Linked DNA regions of Podarcis muralis: region 1 is linked to region 2. The links are chromatin contacts, called in public Hi-C maps. All regions are on one chromosome and are shown on one strand. Each heading gives the region's core, a stretch centred on a gene start, on an enhancer-like site or on the middle of the called end of the contact. The rest is flanking DNA. Distances are from core to core; before and after follow the strand shown. Region 1 holds the start of SMG6 (SMG6 nonsense mediated mRNA decay factor). Region 2 holds the start of OVCA2 (OVCA2 serine hydrolase domain containing).

Evidence for each region. A called contact is a pair of places that touch in the nucleus more often than the background predicts.
Region 1: a contact with region 2 is called in a Hi-C map of blood, with 4 times the contacts expected there. The contact joins the promoter of SMG6 here to the promoter of OVCA2 in region 2. A contact is called at or near these places in 2 of 3 Hi-C or Micro-C datasets (blood and tail).

Annotation. Positions count from the first base shown.
Region 1 is chr15:45,056,955-45,059,986 of rPodMur119.hap1.1, reverse strand. SMG6 (SMG6 nonsense mediated mRNA decay factor) reads left to right here and starts at 1,364. Exons shown (of 19, transcript XM_028707981.2): 1 at 1,364-1,437. The coding sequence starts at 1,404. It overlaps POLDIP2 (DNA polymerase delta interacting protein 2), which reads left to right. Exons shown (of 11, transcript XM_028707986.2): 10 at 1,358-1,437; 11 at 2,614-3,032. The coding sequence ends at 2,728.
Region 2 is chr15:44,897,720-44,900,696 of rPodMur119.hap1.1, reverse strand. It overlaps OVCA2 (OVCA2 serine hydrolase domain containing), which reads right to left and starts at 1,323. Exons shown (of 2, transcript XM_028708526.2): 1 at 1,100-1,323. The coding sequence starts at 1,268. All of the region lies in intron 12 of DPH1 (diphthamide biosynthesis 1), which reads right to left.

The sequences.
Region 1 (3,032 bases), core at 115-2,614, 160 kb before region 2:
CAAAGGTCTACTCACTGGGGTTCCTGATGGGCTACTGTGACAACAGGATGGGCCATTGGTTTGATGCAGCCGCAGGCTCCTACCATGATTGTTAATATTCATTTCGTTTCTGTATCTATATTTTTAAGAACACAAAATCTCAAAGTGGTTTAACAACCCAACATTAAAACATTACTGAAGAAAGTCAAATATAAAGTATACATTCAAAGCCACATAATACAGGAAGCTGAGATATTATCTTAAAATATTTCAAAATGAAACATTGCAAAAGAGGTCAGCTGCAGAATGCACATTTAATGCAGCAAAGTTAACAAAAAAATAAATCTTTAACATATCAAAGGAAAACATTACTGAAGGAAGTCAGCTATAAAATGCACATTTAAAACAGCATAATTGGCAAGAGAATGAAATATTGTCTTAAGCATAGAACGTGTCTGCTGCTGTTGCTGCCAATCCTGCCAGTGGTGGTTCACAGCGGGCAGCAGCTGTGGAAGCTCAGGCTGGAAGACCTGGGTCTGCACTGAAAGACAGCCAAGGTGGTCTCTGGCCTCAGCTTTTGTAGCTGGAGTCAGCCAGGTCCCCTCCCACCCAGGCCAGGTGGAAAAGGGCCTGCAGGGTCTTCCAGGTCTTGCAGCCGGTCTTGTGTTCTTCTTCCTGGAAGAAGTCTCAAACAGAACAAAGCAGTTTAGCATGAACAATTCCCATCAGCCCCCAGATGGTTGGTGAGGGTCGTTCTTATTGCAGAGCAGGAGGTGAGGCGGAAGATGGCTCTCCAGTGATAATAATAATAATAATTTATTATTTATACCCCGCCCATCTGGCTGGGTTTCCCCAGCCACTCTGCGTGGCTTCCAACTGAATATTAAAAACAGTACAGCATCAAACATTAAAAACTTCCCTAAAGAGGGCTGCCTTCAGATGACTTTTAAAAGTAAAATAGTTGTTTATTGCTTTGACATCTGCTGGGAGGGCGTTCCACAGGGCAGGCGCCACTACCGAGAAGGCCCTCTGCCTGGTTCCCTGTAACCTTACTTCTCACAATGAGGGAACCGCCAGAAGGCCCTCGGCGCTGGATCTCAGTGTCTGGGCTGAACGATGGGGGTGGAGACGCTCCTTCAGGTATACTGGACCGAGGCCGTTTAGGGCTTTCAAGGTCAGCACCAACACTTTGAATTGTGCTCGGAAACGTACTGGGAGCCAATGCAGATCTCTCAGAACCGGTGTTATGTGGTCCCGGCGGCCACTCCCAGTCACCAGTCTAGCTGCCGCATTCTGGATTAATTGCAGTTTCCGGGTCACCTTCAAAGGTAGCCCCACGTAGAGCGCGTTGCAGTGATGCTTTGTTTTCTCTCCCCAGGAGCCAGTCCTGTCCAAAGAACAGCCAGCCTTCCAGTACAGCAGCCATGTCTCCCTGCAAGCATCCAGCGGCCACATGTGGTAAGGAACCGGAGGCTTCCAGAGCCACAGCAGGAAAGACCAGAGAGGAGGGTGGGAAGCCAGCTTCCCTGGGGGCAGCCTCCCCAAGGTGGCGGCGGCGGCCAGGTGGCTGAACGGGCAGGTTGGCCAGGTGGGGTGAGAAACTTGCCTTGGGAATGTATTGAATCAGAGGGCTGGTCTTTACAGGCCCCTCAGGTTGGCCCTGGCCACTTCTGATCATCAAATCTTAACCCAGTATCACCTATTGCCAGCCACAATGGCTCTGCCCTGTCTCCACAGTTGGAGGCAGCATTGCTTCTGAATGCCAGTGGCTAGAAACCACAGGCGGGGGGAGATCTGGTAGGATGCTGTGAGAACAGGAACCTGGACTGTTTTGGGCCCCCTTTGGCCTGATCCAGCAGCCACTGCTTACATTCTTACGTTAACTGCCACACAAGTGGAAGTTTCCCTTTTCCTGCCTGGTATGTTTATGAAATGTGTTCATAAACGGAAGAGCTTTGCTGTTAGATGTCTCTGCCAATAATAGGCTTTATCTGATGTTTGTCCTACTCAGAGCAGACTGGCTGAAATTAGGTCTGTTAATTTAACTGACTCTGCTCTAGGAGTAAAATTCAGCTGGATGCAACCCAGTTCCCCCAGCCCACCCTGGTTCTGACGAGCTGCTTTAAAAAGAATGTGCAGCATCAGCTGCCAGACTCGTTGGGAAGTGTAAAGGAAGGAAAGATGGAAAGTATCGGAGGGGGGAGAGGAGACTAGCTAACGGATAAGAAGGAGGAGAGGACTATCGACGGCTGCTACCCACGATGGCTACTCTCTGCTGCCATGGTTGGGGGCAGAAATGCTTTTAGTTATCAGTTGCTGGAAACCCCAGGAGGGGAGAGGGCTTGTGGTTTTCCCTTTGGGGAATCTGGTCGGCCACCGTGAGAACAGGATGCCGGACTAGATGGGCCCCTTTGGGCTTGACCCAGCAGAGCTCTTTTTATGGTAGAGTTAAAATTGCAGTACAGATATGTTTTCTCTTACCTATTGTGGCAGTGCAGTCCTCCTGAGCTAACAGGTTTTAAGAAATAATAAACGGGAGTGGCCCCGAACAGAGTGACTTGGTTGTGTCCCCCCGCCCGCCCCCTAACCTGCTCTGGGTCAGCCCTCACTCTGAGCTCTGCTTTTGCTCCGTAGGGGCACTTTCCGCTTTGAGCGGCCCGACGGCTCCCACTTCGACGTCCGGATCCCACCCTTTTCCCTGGAAAGCAATAAGGACGAGAAGACGCCCCCTTCTGGCCTCCACTGGTAGAGCAGCCCTCAGGAGAGCTTGGCTTCCCCCCAACTTACCCACAAACAAACAGCCCCTTTTCTTCCTCTCTCAGGAGCTGACGCTAGTTCTGGTTTTTCTTTTAAGAAAACACAAAAACTTGGAAACACCCCCCCCTCCGTTTCTTTTTCACAATGGCCGGAATCTGGAGAGTTTGCTTGGAATTCAAACCTGGCTTGTTTCATGGTGGCTTGGCGCCATCAGCCCCCCTCCCCAGGGACTCAAGAGTACCGGGCCACCTGGGACAAACCTGCTGTTGATGGAGCCCACGGGGAGGGTCTCTGCT
Region 2 (2,977 bases), core at 74-2,573:
TGTGGGTAGACCACTAATGGTAGGGTCTCCATCCCTGCCGGGGAAAGAGAAAGGACTCGCTTAAGGCAACAGGGACTTTACCAACCGCAATGTATTTTACAGGCTTCACTGGGATTTTTTGCCATGGGTTTGGAAACCAGGATTTTGCTGGAGCTTTTTCTTAACTGGAGAGGCCAGGGATTCAACCTGGGACTTTCTTCCAGCGAAGCAGCTGATCTGCCCCTACACTCCAGTTCCTTCCGCTAACAAACACACCTGAGCCTGCTCAATGCGGGATCTGTGGCTGAGAACAGATGGAGAAACCGAAGAAGAGCCCTACAGCAGCTGGATTAGGCCAAGGGGGGGGGGAGGCATCTAGTGCAGCCTCCTGTTGCCACAGTGGTCAGCCAGATGCCCCCCCAAGGGAAGCCCACAAAGCAGCAGGACGGGGGGGGGGGCAGCAGCTGCTGCTGCACACCACATGCAACATCTTCATTAAACTAGAGGCGGGTTTCCCAAACTTGGGTCTCCAGCTGTTTGGGGACTACAATTCCCATCACCCCTGAGCACTGGTCCCGCTAGCTAGGGGGGATGGGAGATGGAGTCCAAAAACTGCGGGAGAAAGCCTGTTTGGGAAACTCCAAGGTCTCCTTCCTGGCAGCTCAGGAGGACATCCGAAGAGGCTGCAGGGTCCGGCCCAAGAGGGGCCCACCTTGCCCAGCCTCCTCTTCTCACGGTGGCCGATGCCCCCCCAGCAAACGGGATCCGAGCCCCAGAGCCTCCCTCCCCTCCTGGGGTTCCCAGTCCCTGCCCTTGGGAGCCACGCTGGCCCCTCGGAGCCCGTCCTCGGCAGCCCTCTCGCCCGCCACGAAGGGGCTGCTGGCCCGGCAGATTTCTTTTTTTTAAAAAAAAGTTCACAAAATGGATTAACGAGATTTCCTCCTGATTAGTTGCCCCTCTGGGAGGCGGAAGAGGTTTTTTGAGGTGGGGGGGGAGAATCGCACTCTGCACATGCCCAGAGGAACACCCGACACCCAATCAGCCTGGCCAATGGCAGGGCTCTCCTGGAGTGACGTCAGGGGAGGCGCCCGTGACGTCACTGGGAGGCCCCGCCCCTCACCTGACGGGAGAGGCGCGTCCACCGAATGGGGCGCGTCCACGTACAGGAGCTCCGCGCGCCCGCGGAGGGCCTTGCGCAGGGACCCGGTTCGCGCGCGGAAGATGTCCGCGCTCTGCCGGTATCCATGGAGACAGAGCAGCCGCAACCCGCCGCCCCCGCGGGAGGACATGCCGCATCCGGGTGGGAAGTAGAACGAGGGGAGCCGGAAGCGACGCTCCTCTTTGCAGCGTCTATGGTTAGGAGGCCGGAAACGCCCTTCTCGTACCGTAGAGCTAGCAAAGATGTAGAGTGAACTCTATTCGGGGTTTGGAGGTGAATTCCGGGCTCGCTCATGGAGATCTGGCTCTCAGGTCTGATTCCATCTCTGCGCGTAGCACTTCAGATGCCTGCCAAGGCGAAACTATTGCCTGCTTCCCCCTGGGTCTGCCAGGGGAGAAAAGAGCAGGCGAGAGGAGGCTCACGACAGCCCTGCAAGGTAGGACACCAGAGGCGGGTAGGATTCCCATGCAAAAAAACAGTGGCCTTAAATTCATCGCCTGCCCCAACCTCCTCTTTCTGTGCAAAAATAAAGAGAGCAATCCTGCCACGGTCTTTTCAAATCTCACACGGAGGACCCTTTCCCTCCACTGCCTTGCCTACAAACACTAACAGTGAATGCTTACTCACAAGTAAGCCCCACTGAGTGATACAGGTCTTGCTCCCAGGTAAGTGTGCATGTTTAGGATGGCAGCCTTAAGCTACTTATTTACTTTGGGATTTCTAAGGCAGATCTCAAATTATTTAGGGGAACGGAAATTAATTTCACATTAAGGCAGCTAGGAGACCCTGTACAGATTTGGGCAACTGAACAGCCTTTTTTGTGGCATTTTCAGACCCTCCCAAGTGTCCCTATTTTCCAGGGACAGCTCCGGATTTACAGAAGCCACTCTGGTTTCTGATTTGATCCCAGAGTGCCCCTCTTTTCCCTAGGATGCCCTTATCTTCATCGGAGAAAGCTTGGAGAGTATGGAGATGTGACCCTGAACCAGTGGCGTAGCGTGGGGGGTGCAGGGGGGGCCGGCCGCACCGGGCGCAACATCTGGGGTTAGGGCAAATCCACAGGTTAGGGGGCGCAAATCCACGGGTTAGGGGGCGCAAATCCACGGGTTAGGGGCGCAAATTACTTGCCTTGCCCCGGGTGCTGACAACCCACGCTACGCCACTGCCCTGAACCAAAGAGATGAATAACTATACAACCTTTAATGTTTAATGTTTTATTATGTTTTTATATATGTTGTAAGCTGCCCAGAGTGGCTGGAGCAACCGAGGCAGATGGGTGGGATACAAATAATAAAAAGATGGTGATGGAATGAACTCTCTCCACTGTGCAGCAGCCGCTTTTCAGTTTTGACTGCATTTTTGAGTGTATTTTGTAAAGAGGGACTCCTGTCCCAAACAGGCTGCATAGCAGAGGGGCCTGGCTCTCCTCTTGCACCCACAGCCAGGCGTTTGGGGACCTTACCCCTTCTCAAGGGTAGTGGAGACATTACAAGTGTTAACGGAGAAATCTGAGGGCTCCCTTGGACAAAAAACAAGGACACCAGCCAGGAATACCAGAGCAAAACAGCAGCCAGTAGGCTTGGTCTTGATTGAAGACTGTCGCGACAGGACTCCCACCTGCCACCAGGTGGAACAAGATAGAAGCCCCAAACAAAAGAGAACCCCAACTTTTATTAGCTACTAATCCCCATGTTTGAGTGCTCACTGGAAGGACAGATCGTGAAGCTGAAACTCCAGTACTTTGGCCACCTCATGAGAAGAGAAGACTCCCTGGAAAAGACCCTGATGTTGGGAAAGATGGAGGGCACAAGGAGAAGGGGACGACAGAGGACGAGATGG